Regions from separate parts of the Sus scrofa genome. Here region 2 is linked to region 1. A link is a contact called in public HiChIP or PLAC-seq data. All regions are on one chromosome and are shown on one strand. The core of a region is the stretch at or near the end of the contact, and the rest is flanking DNA. Distances in the headings are between cores, read along the strand shown.

What was found. HiChIP or PLAC-seq counts read pairs in DNA pulled down with a chosen protein or histone mark.
Region 2: an H3K27ac HiChIP or PLAC-seq map of alveolar macrophages shows a contact between it and region 1. The contact joins the promoter of SLC25A24 here to the promoter of PRPF38B in region 1. A contact is called at or near these places in 2 of 2 datasets of contacts at active chromatin or transcription factors (alveolar macrophages and skeletal muscle).

What each region holds. Positions count from the first base shown.
Region 1 is chr4:111,343,691-111,349,996 of Sscrofa11.1, forward strand. It overlaps PRPF38B (pre-mRNA-splicing factor 38B), which reads right to left and starts at 3,815. Exons shown (of 6, transcript XM_001927806.4): 1 at 3,234-3,815; 2 at 485-553; 3 at 56-207. The coding sequence starts at 3,518. LOC102160506 (a long non-coding RNA gene) reads left to right here and starts at 3,886. Exons shown (of 3, transcript XR_002343537.1): 1 at 3,886-4,013; 2 at 4,324-5,182; 3 at 6,217-6,306.
Region 2 is chr4:111,577,796-111,584,101 of Sscrofa11.1, forward strand. SLC25A24 (solute carrier family 25 member 24) reads left to right here and starts at 2,391. Exons shown (of 10, transcript NM_001199363.1): 1 at 2,391-2,573. The coding sequence starts at 2,391.

The sequences.
Region 1 (6,306 bases), core at 2,565-5,064:
ATTATGTCAATTAAGATGAGATATTTACTGGTGATGTAGAGAAACATATGCTCACCTTATATACATAAATCCAAGAGCTCTAATATATGGAGAATCTGTGTGTGTTATGAGACCCATCACTTGCTTGCGAGTTAACTTCAGAGTAAATAATTTGTACAATAGGCAAAAAGCTGTAGAAACAATTCCTCCTGTTCCAACACCTCGAACCTTCAAAGGAAAGAATTATGAAAGAATGGTGAAATAATTAACAGAGATACTTAACCCAATTGAATACCTGTTAGGTATTATAACAGGTATAACAAAAAACTGAGAATGGAGCATAAACAAATGCTTTTCTAAACCCATTCACAGAACACTTGAATTTAGATTTTTAAAAAACACAACTAATTGTAAATTAGTGAGTAATTGACAGACTTTTAGTTTTCTAAACAGACTTTAATTATTAGACACAGAAAAACTGAAAAATGCACGTACTTCTACTTACCCCTCCGCACATCCCTGTTTGGCCAGCTGTTTTCCTGCTTCCTTTCTCCCATGGCTCAACATGCGTGACCTGAAAATAGAAAAGAGGAACACAACAAACATTCATGCTTCGAATTTTTTTTTAAAGTACTGATTCAAGTAAACTCCAATTCATAATAGAGCAGCTCTTCCAAAAGTTTGGAAGCTGGATATTTTGACATGATGTATATATTCTGTTTACACACATTAAGGTATGTAAACCATCTTTGAAAACTGCTTAGATATTTAAATCCCATTACAGTAACTTTGTAGAGAGCTGATACATGTGGAGATGGGGAAATTTCTAATCTCATACACTTGTCAATAAAAATTCTCACTTAAAAATGGATTTAAAGCTCCAATTTAAAGCAAAAAAAGTATTAACAAAGTTCTATTTCAAAAAAATCTTTAAAATACCCTTAATATCTCAGTTTTACGGTGTCTTAAAATTCCACACTATAAAACAAGGAAAAATGACTTTAAGAAAGTATGCTAAAACAGTAACAGAAGTTACTTCTGTTGTAAAATTATGCAACTATATTCATATATATTTTTTAACCATGATCAGGCATATGTTCATTCCTGACTGAAGACGAAATTACAAAGGCCACACCCACACAGATCATTCTTGTTAATGTATGATTTATCTTCAGCCTAACTGTGAACCAATTCAATTTTTCCCCCAGAATAGAAACTGTGTCAAAAACTAAGTGTGGTTTGTCATGTTAATATACTCAAAGATACAGATCTATGCTAAGATGGGGCACCCTATAAAAACCACATTACTTCCCCTAAAAATAGCAGAGAATGTTTGCTCTACAACAGATATAACTCAAAAGAAGGTCTTTTAGAAAGATCTTAAACTTGAAACAAAAAGTAAAATCCTGTTCATTCACTTCATATTTCTAAAACCTTACTTCCACCCACCCATGGTTACATGTCATAGTCTTTTTCAATGGCTTTAGACGGAAAAGCATGCATTTAAATGTAAGCACTACACTATTTTGCTCAGTAGACTGCTGCATTGCTTCACTGTTTCATTTCCTTCCCCCAGCTAGCTGTATAAATGATGTTTCAATTCCTTAAAGCCTAACCAAAGGGGCCATACAAAATCGACTTACAAAACTGCAAGCCTATATATTTCAATGATTATTTTATTTGGATATCTAGATAACAAAACCTGATAACTAAGTTTAAGTAATTTGTAGTAGTTGTTTCAAAACACAGTACATGAAATTTGAAAACAAGCTTTTCCCTATGGCATTAACATCTGCCTGCGAAACAGAACCTGCCACAAAAAGAGAAGGAAACTAATTTTCAACTGATTGAAGTTTGCCACATAACTAAATCTAAGGGTTAGATATTCGCCACACTGTATCCCTGCTGAAAAGCATCTTACCTTAAAAACAAACAAAAACAAGTTCATAGTATTACAATTACTTACAATAATCTTTTAAGAGGATACCAAAATTTCAGTGTACTTTATATACCCAAAGTTGAACTGTATTCTCAAAACAATAATCAAAAGTAACAAATATTACAAAATCCTTCAAAAAAACCCCACTTAATTGGGGAAAAGGTGGACAAAACATAACTTAAAAGCAAATAAAGAAAATTTCCTTCTCTTAACACCTCTACAGAAGTGTTCAGGTCACAGAAAATACTTTGTGATCTGTCAAATGTTTTAAGAATCAATACAGACAAAACGGATTGTATCATATTAGATGTTCTAGCTAATAGCTAATGATCATTGATTAATATTCTTTAAAATATAAATTAACCTTAGGAGGCCTGGAAGGTATTTTTAAAACTACATAATTTGCAGGTAAGTGGAGAACGCCTATCAAATTGGTGAGGAAAAGACCAAAACTAATGGCCAAAAAAAAAAAATCTAATTAGCCGTTCATTTAACCAGGGAAATGCATTTATGGCGATTGAGCATGATTAATAATGCATACCTCTACCTGCGACCCTGGGCTGCTCCGAGCCTCGCTGCAAGACTGAGTCAATCCTGCTAACGAAACAAGAACTGAGACAAGAGTGCAGTGAGGAGGCGCCAGGTGAGCTCCCCAGCACAGCCAAGCCAGCACCGACCCTGCCGCAGAAGCCCAGGGCCCAGATAATTCTAAATAAGCCCAATGCACAGGTGACTGAGACCACTTACTCCTGACTTCCTGCTGCGAAAATTTCCAGGCCTTCGGTACATCTCTTCCACTTGCACCTCTCCACCCTCAACCCTCCCACCCCACCCGACGCACACTGACCACTTCCCTGTCTTAATCGGACAGTGAACACCGACTACACGAGGCCAACATTGAAGTCAATACACGCCCTGGCCCGGGGTGAGCAGGAGAAGCGCCAACAAGTTGGCGCTGAGTAGATCCACGTGAAAAGAAAGAAATTTAAAGCTGTAAACTGGAGAGGCTTCAGTCTCGTTTCTCCTCTCCCCCACCTCTCCCGTCCAACTCCCCCCAGGGACGGGCAGGAGGTGGGGGGAGGCGAGCGAGATCAATGGCGGCGGGCTCTCCGGGCCCTAAAAATCTGAAAAGGAAATGAGAGGGCGGCCCCAGTTTGACCCCTCCCTGGCGGACTACTGACCACCACAACCCCTCCGCCCGCCGCCCCCCACCCACCACCAAATCCTCAGTCCTCCGGGGCCGCCTCCGCCCGTTTCCTCTATACCCCCTCCTCCGAACTTAACCCCCACCCCCCCAGGTCTAGACGTTTCGTACCTTAAAGTAGATCTCGTCCACCACCTCGTGGTAGGTTTTGAGCTCGTAGAGCTGCACTTTGAAGTAAGGCGACGACAGGATATTGGTCAAGATCATGGGGTTGAGGTTCATAGTCTTTTCGTTGCCCCACAGCGGCAGCACATTGCCCTGCTTGCCCGAGACTGCCGGCTTGGTGGCGCCACCGCCGCCGCCGCCGCCGCACTGCTGCTGCTGCTGAGCCGCGGCCGCGGCTGCCTGGTGCTGCGGCTGCGAGTTGCCTGTCAGCGCGGGGCTGTTGTTAGCCATGTTGCGGCGGAAGGAAGGAGGGAGGGAGAAGGGAGGGGGAGGGGGCCAAGCTCGATCTCGCTCTTCGGGACAACGGTCCGGGACCCTACTCCATGGAACGCCGTCGGAAGAGGGGGCCGCGTAGCTGTGCCCCAGCCAGCTGAAGGAGGGCAACTAGGACGCCGACAAATGGACCCCGAGTGGAGAGCAGACGCCAAGACGCGGGCCGCGAGAACTCCAAGCAGAAAGCGAGCCGGCGGCCCGAGAGCGCGATCTCTTCCGCCAACTGCCCCTGGGAACAAGATGGCGGCCCCGGCGGATGTGACGCCACACGCCCCAGAGTTCCAAGCTTAGCCGGCGGCCAATCAGAGTTGCCCAGGTGGGCCGGAGAGTCTTCTTCCTTGTTCCGCGCGTTCGGAGCGCGCTGCGGTGGCGTTGGTGCCCTCTGCTCCCCGACTCTTAGGCGATTTACACTGGAAATTGGGGGTCAGGGGAGGAAGATTGTAGGTCTAATTGGTATGTTTTAATATTTGGACTGCGGGCCCCGGTTTCATCTTTCGAAAGCTGAGCGGTCAGGCGTTCTCAAGGCTGTATACTTGCAAATCCATGACTGACTACTGCGGAGTAACCGAACCTCCTGAATTCAGTTTTAAGATTCTTTGGAAGGGATGATAGTACCGCACTCCTTCGTGTGATTCCAGTGCAGTCTTTCTGCCCTCTGTCCGGCTAGAGATCTTATTATTTGAGCCTAAATTTATTCAACCGTAAGGTCAAGATAAACATCTTGCTGGGCTAAATTTTTTTTTTTTTTTTTTTTTTTTTTTAGCATTTAAGAGCTACTGTATCTGTAGTGCCATTCGTTACCTGATTGCTTTCTTCCTACTGGAGTTCTTCCATTCTGCGGTGCATTCCGAGTGATAGCCTTGGGCGAGGCATTGAAGGGAGGTAGAGGGAAGAAGGTGGTGGGTGCGCGAATGAGTCAGAACCCGTGTCATCTTTCAAAAGCTACTGTTCACCTAGAGAAGAAGCATGGTGAATTTGGGAGTCAAGAGAAGACAACAAAAGCTACTGAAGTTTCTGCAGGTTCATGGACTTGGCAGTTTTACCGACAGAGAACAGCCTGAGTATATATAGAAGCAGGGAAGATCAAGTCTGTTAGAGGGTAAATCTAGTTGACAGGAGCCAGGAGATATGCTTATGGAGGAGTAATGACTAGATAGGAATTGGGCTATTTAAGTGCCTGGAATGCCAAGATGAAACATAAGGAATTTGATGACATTTAAGCCTAAGGGTTACATAATTTCGTCTATGACCCCAAAGTTACCTTAAGATGCTAATGTTTGGAATATTCTCTGGCTCCAATTCGTTCTTCACAGGGCGTTGCTAGAGTCATCCTTCCAAAAGTGCAGCACTCCCTGCTCAAAACCTGTGATGACTCATGTGGTGATACCCTAATTGCCAAAATCCAGTGACCTTTTTCATTCTCCATGCTATTTGATTTCTCATTGTGGCACTTTTTATCATTTACGCTTTCCTAGAAACTGTTGAAGTAGGAAGTTTGAAGGCAAGATTAATTTCAGTGGCTTAAACACAGAGGGGAAAGGGATGAGACAGAAATCTTGGGGAACATCTACAGCTGGATGAAGTTGAACCAGCAGGAGAGAGGACAAGCAGAGAAGTAGAAGGTAAATGGAGACATAGTGTAAGGAAAGATAAATGAGAAGTAAATGAATGATTGGAGTGATTAATATTTAGAATGGACAATATATAAGTGATCATTCTGTTTAGTTCCTTTATTTTATGTTGGAGGGCTAAAGCTTTTGGAAGTGGTTTAAACTTAGTAGATTTTTTTTTTTTTTAGGGCCGGCTGCACCTGTGGCATACAGAAGTTCTCAGGCTAGGGGTGGAATCAGAGCTGCAGCTGCTGGCCTACCACACAGCAATGCCAGATCCCAGCCATCTGCATGCTATATGGCATCTCAAGGAAATGCCCAATCCTTAAACCATGGAGTAAGGCCCGGGGTCGAACCCATGTCCTTATGGATACTTGTCAGGTTCGTTAACTGAACCATAATGGGAACTCCAGATCTTGTTTTTCCGTACATTAGTTTATACAAACTTACTTCCCAAGGGAAATAGATGATCCCACTCTCTAAAGACTCACCAAGTTTAAAATAAAATGAAAAAAAACTTGAACTCATTTTTTCCTTTATGTGTTTTTTGCCTTGATGAAAAGTTTATTGAGTTTACCCAGTAACACTAATTGCCAAATCCTAATTGCCTAAATCTTTTAAAATTCATTTATCCCTAGACTCTGAGTAAAGAGCTTAGTAGAGAGGTTGAAGTTTGATAATAAAAGTTTCAGTGGCATCAAATGAAGTATCAAACCAGGTATTGGGATAAAGTGCTTGGCATATTCGGTGAATCCCTAAAGCAATCTGAATATATAAGTATTATCCCCATTTAAAAAGTTATATTTAGGAGTTCCCTGGTGGCTCGGCAGGTTGAGGATCTGGTGTTGTCACTGCTCTGGCGAGTTTAATACCTGGCCCAGGAACGTCCATATGCTGCAGGTGTAGCTTAAGTTATATTTAACCTGGGTATACTACACTGTACATAGGATAAAACTGAGAAGTTTGGTTTGTTTTAGTCTTTTGGGGCTGTAGCAAAATACCACAGACTGGGTAGCTGATTAACAAAAGAAATTTATTTTTCACAGTTCTAGTGTTCTGTAGAGTCCAAGACCAAGGGACAGTCCTCTTCCTGCTTCATGGATGGCCCCACGTTGCTGAGTAATCACAACTTTAGA
Region 2 (6,306 bases), core at 1,141-3,640, 230 kb after region 1:
GAAGCAAGCTGAATTAGGCTGAACCCCCCAGACTTCTGTCCTGATCAAGAAAATGAATTGGGTTAAGGAAATGAATGAGGTCAGGGTCTCTGCTCTTGGTCTTTGTAGACCCACTGGTCTTCGGGAATTACCAACATGCAATAGGCAGGAATGCCCTCTTTCATGCAGGTGTTTAAATGTCTATGTAACATTTTCTTTTCTCATGCAGGATGTTGCTGTTGTTAATTATACCTTTATTTGGTGTGTTAACAGTTTTAATTCATTGCAAACACTTTTATTTTAAAAAAAGTAACAATGCATTATTAGAAAGTTGAAATAAAAAAGAAAAGTCTTGAATTTTTACGAGATTCCACAAATGCGAAATTATCAAACTACTGTAACGTTTCTATATGCTTCCTCTTAAACCCCGACTTACTTTGTTATGAACAGGTAACAGCTTGCAGTCTCGCCCTAGTATGCAAATTATACTTTGAGTGGTATTATTTTATATTAGAAGAGCTTCTCAACCCTTAGCATATAAAAGACCACTTGGTGCTCTTGTGTAAGTGTGGTTTTTATTTAGTGGGCCTGGGGTGGGCCTGAGAGTTTGTATTCCTAACAAACTCCAGAAGTAGCCAACAAAAGAGGATAATTTTTAACAAAACTAGAAATCGGAAGTAAAATAAGCAAATAAATTGATTTCAAGATCATTTTTACTAAGTAGGCAGTCCTCATTTTACGACCTCTGGATTTGTATATGTCACAAATATATAAAATAGTATGAAGAGAGGTAAATTCAAGGTCTGGGGGGCCTGGATTTTTTTTTGGAACTAGTCTTTGTTTAGTAACTCAGATGTGGGGAGATCTTTATTTACAGGTGGAGTTGTACCTCCTGCAGATAATAGGATACAGTGATCGTTTCTATGGGCAGCTCTGGATGGACAGAGAATGATCACAATTAATATCTCATCTGATTGATGTTGGAGAGTGTTAAAATCTTTCACATACAGTATACAACCTTGCTATTATGAGGCAGATACTCATACTCATTTTACTGATGAGAGGCTACCCAGGGAAGTTATGCCTCATCTCCAAGTTTACACAGCTGAAGGCTCTGAAGTCCAGGGTTCCTTTGCTTAGTGCATGTTATGCAGTAAGAAGTTCTGTCTTACCCGGGCAATAAACCACACTTTTGTAACTGTGTCTATCCTGAGAAGGAGTAGGCCTGAGGTTTTTCTGATAAGTGCTGATGAGCAGATATGCCCTGAGATTTATCAGGGGCAGATCACACTAACTAAGCTGTAGAGCAAAGTACGGCTGCCCACTTGGATGGATGTTGATTTTTTCTCCAAGAGACCCTTGAGTCCCCCTCCCCCACTCCTCCCCACCCCTCCCCCAGTTTTATTAACAGAAACACTGTATTAATTTTAGGTGTTCCTTTTTTTTTTTTTTTAAATTGCTTTCAGATTTAACTCCTTTCCTTCTTAAAGCTTAATTCCCATCCCAGGTATGCAACCACCCAACCAACCCTCTCTGTCGTGTGTGTGTGTGTGTGTGTGTGTGTGTGTGTGTGTGAGAGATACTTATTTTTTTTAGAGGATAATTGATTTGCAGTGTTGTGTCAATTTCTGTTGTACAGCGTAGTGACCCAGTCATACATTCTTTTTCTCATACCATCTTCCAGCATATTCCACCCCAAGACCCGACATAGTTCCCTGCCCGTGCTGTACCACAGGACCCCATTGCTTATCCATTCCGAATGTCAGAGCTTGCATCTACCAACCCCAAACTCCCATCCATCCCACTTCTTTCCCCCTCCCTCATTTTTGTGACTAGAAAGCAGACCTAGAGATGTGTGGGGTCTGTGGAGTTAAGTTACACGAAAACGCAAGGGAGCTGTGTGAGACAGAGCCGGACAAGGCCCCAAATTCCGTGCAAAAAGAACTATTTCTGGGCAGTTCGCCAGGGCTCCCAGCCCGAAAGGAGCGGGGCTTGAAATGCAGAAACCTGAGCTTCAAAGCGTCCCCCTCCCCAACCTTCCTTTGCAGATGCGGAAACCCACAGGCAGGCATCGCCGCCCTGACGGCTCCTCCACTCGGGAGACCGAGCAGAACTCACTCCTCAGGTCCCCCGGCCCCTCCCGGCCCCACCCCGCAGCCCTTTCACTTCCTGCCCGCGCGGGGCAGCGCCAGGCCCGTCCCCCGACCTCTCCCGGAGGCCGGCTTGGGGCGAGCTCCTCCCCGAGCAGCGGCGGGAGCGGCCACTCCCTGTGCGCGGAGCCGGGTGGGGCCTCGACTCCTCAGCCTGCAGCGCCTGCGGCGCCGCGAGTCCCTGGCCTTCAGGCCTCGCGCGCGGGCAGCCCTCGGCTCCCCGGACCTCCCTCGGCTGGGCCGGCCCGTGCCTCCGGGACCATGCTGCGCTGGCTGCGGGGCTTCGTGCTGCCCGCGGCGGCCTGCCAGGACGCCGAGCCGCCGACGCGCTACGAGACCCTCTTCCAGAAGCTGGACCGCAACGGGGACGGCGTGGTGGACATCCGCGAGCTGCAGGAGGGGCTCAAGAGCCTGGGCATCCCCCTGGGCCAGGACGCCGAGGAGGTGGGTCGCTGCCCGGCGGGCGCCGCGCGGGGGCCGGGAGGGCGGCGGCCCGCGGCTCTGCAGGAAGAAGCTGGAACTGTGGCTTCCAGCCCGCGCGACGCGGTTCAGAGGCTCGGGAGCGGGACCGCGGCCGGGTACCCGGAACGGATGCGAGGCAGGATCTGAAAGGCTACCGGTGTTTTTCCAAAAAAAAAAAAAAAAAAGGTGCAGTAGACACAGTCGCTTACAGTTTGAAATCCCATACTGAATACTTTTGTCTGAACGCATCCCCAGGCCTTTTTACGCCTTTGCAAAAAATTTAACCCTCCCCATCCCCAGCCTTTGCAAATATTTAATCAAGTTTCTTAGCTCTCGCTCTTTAGTGGGTCCCACGTTCTGTGAAAAGGCTCACACTCTGTAGCTCTTCGAAATTGCTTTACTGCTCCAGATAGTTTTGTGTTCTGTTTCAGAACTGTTTGAAAAGCAAAGGTGTGTTTCTCCCAACTTCCTGTTGAAGAGATGTAGCATTGCCTTGTTGAAGACACTCTTAATGCCCAAACTGCGTAAAGCTGAAGGGTTGGCCGATCGATGAGCAATTTCAGCTCCTCTGAGTCATTTTAATTGTGTCTCTGAGGTCCAGCCCCTATCGGGGGTGGAGATCCTTGGAACCTCTCCAACCCACTGAAACATAAGAGGACACTCCAGCCTTCTCTGTCCCAAGAGGGAAAGTGATTAAGCTGCAAGAGCCAACAACTGTTTTATGGTAGTTATATTTTAAGCTACTCACTTCAGTGGTTACAGGGCTCTTACTATTTCTTCGTGAGTCACATTTAGTAAGTTACAACTTTTAGGAAACAGCCCATTTTGTCCAAGGCTCATAATACTCATTTCTCATTTTGAGTTCTCACTGTACCTGTAGTTATGGTCTCTGTTTTATTCCTGTTATCTCTCGACGCCTTCAATCTTGCAAATCTTTTTTTTTGTCAATCACTTTCCCCCCTTCAGTCTTTGTCTACTTTATTCATACATTGAAAGTACCAACTCTCAGTACTTTTTGCTGATTGTTTCTCATTATTATTATTTTTTAAATGGGAGATGCAACATTTATTTCAGGTTCTCTCTCTTTTTCTTTTTTGCCACACCCATAGCATGTGGAAATTCCCAGGCCAAGGATGGAACCTGTGCCACAGCAGAGAAAATGCTGGAGCCTTAGCCCCTTAGGCCATCAGAGAAACTCCCCGTTTCTGTTTTTTAAAATTTCTTTCATTAACTTCTGTTTATTTCCTTCTACTTTCTCTGTGTTTACTCATTTGCCTGTTTTTTCATTTCTTGAGTTGAACACTTGATCCATTAATTTTGAGCTACAGTAGCCTTTTAATCACTTCTTTAGCTACATCCCATATGTTTGTGTTTTTGTTGTAATACTTTGCTCCAAGGATTTTCTAATTTTCAATATGATTTACTCTTTGACCCAGGAATTACTTAAATATGTGCTTTAAATTTGCAAATATTTGTTTCTTTGATTAGTTTTTTTTTTGAAAATGAGAATAGAAAAACCTCTGGCAAGATTAAGAAAAACAGAGAACTCAAAATTGTAAATAAAAAATGTTTTTAGTTTTCCAAAAGTTTGATAAGAACAAATATAAAATTAGTTTTATATAACCGTGTGTATGCAAAAATGTAGAACAGAATAGCATATATTTATCACTGTATGTGTGCATTTATACATAGACATAAAACGTATTTTATATATGAATACACATACATGTCACTCTATGCTCCTAGCAGATATTATTAACTATTCCAAACACTCTTTTTTGACTGATTCATTCTTCAATAAAAAGTTAATATGGTTACTTCTGGATGGTAGGATTAAGTTAACTTTTTACTTTTTTCTTGACAATTTTTATTTCATTTCAGTTTTTTTTTTTTAGTTGATCACATTATTATTTTTATGATTCGGAAAAATAGGGCTTATTTATTTATTTTTTAATAAATATCACCTCCTCTGGAGTGAGCTCTTCTGGTCTGCCCTCTGTAGACGAGTTGATCACACTCTACTCTGTATAAGAACCTTGTCTCACATATCACGACGGCCAGAATTTTCAGAAGGTATTATTTTTATCTATTGGCTGTGCCTGCCACTAAGACCAAACGTCTTAGGATGAGGATCATGTCTCCAAGTACAGTGACATAAAAAAGATTGAAGACATTGATTGGAAATGCCCTAAACGAGGCAGTGGCTCATTTGAAATAATCAAAGAAAAAAGGGGAAAAAATTGAAAGCGGTTGTTAGTCCTTTTATATCTAGCACGTGTAGGACAAGAAAACCAAAAATTATCGTGTTGCAAGATGGTCTTTTTTTAGAGCAGTTTTTGATTTACAGCCAAATCGGGAGGAAGGTACAGAGATTTGCCCATATCCCCGCCCAGACACATCACATACATAGCCTTCCTTGTTGGGAACATCATTCACCGGAATGGTACTTTTTTGTTTGAACCAAGGATGAACATATATTGACCTTAGGGTTCACTGTTGACCTTAGGGTTGTATTTTCTGTGGGTTCAGATAGATGTATGACATGCATCTATAATTTTTTTTTGGCTGTACCCACAGCATATGGAAGTTCCTGGGCCAGGGATCAAATCCAAGCTGCTGCTGTGACCTATACCATGTAGCAATGTTAGATCCTTACCCCACTGCATTGGGCTGGGGGTCGAACCCTTGTCTCCCCAGTGACCTGAGCCATTGCCAGGTCCTTAACCTGCTGTACCATAGTGGGAACTCTGACATGTATCTATATTCTTAATATCAGACAGAGTATTTTTACTGCCCTAAGACTCCTCTGTGCTCTATCTATTCACTCCCACTCTCCAGTCACTTTTTATGTTTCCATAGTTTTGCCAAATAAACATCTATTTACATGCTTAATGAACTTGTAAGGAAATAAGAAAAAATCTAGTCAAACCGCTTGAGTTTAAATCATGTTTCTGCCTCTTAAAATTTTGGGCAGTTTTAAGAATCTCTCTAGCTTCAGTTTCCTCATCTGTAGCAGAGGTAATATTGGTACTTATAGGGTTATTGTGAGGAATAAATGAGTTAAAATATGTGAAGTTCTTAGAATAATGCCTTGTGCCTAATGAACAATCAGTGAACTACTAGCCTTGAAATTATCTAATACTGTTACTGCAGTCAATTCTGAAAGAGAAGTGTTAAAATCTCCTTTATGATTGTAGATTTACTAACGTTTCTTTATAGTTCTGTCAATTTTTCCCTTTTGTGTTTTAAAAAAAAGGCTATGTAGTAGACTGTACTATTGGTGTGTTCAAATTTAGCAAATTTATCTTCCTAGTGAACTGTTCCTTTTGTCTTTTTCTTGCCTATCCTTATAGCCTGGCCCCCCCCCCCCCAATATTTTCTGAATGCCTGAGTCATTGCACTAGCCGTGGTGTTCCCTCAAACAGGTCATTTTCCCAAGTCACCCTGGGAAATCTTCAGCATCTAGGCTCCTGCTTTGGAAAGGCACCATCCTTACCCCATGTTCTACTCAGGGCTCTTTGCCTGCTGGGTGGTGAGTGAGCCAGTTCCCAAAGCCTATTTTCCTGCCTCCTACCTCGGACCACTCCTGGTGCTAACTGTGTCATTTTTGGTCCTCCTAGGAACAGAAATCCAGATGGGGAGTTCCCACTGTGGTGTAATGGGTTAATGATCTGGCTTGTCTCTGTGGCATTGCTGGTTGGTTTGATCCCAGCCC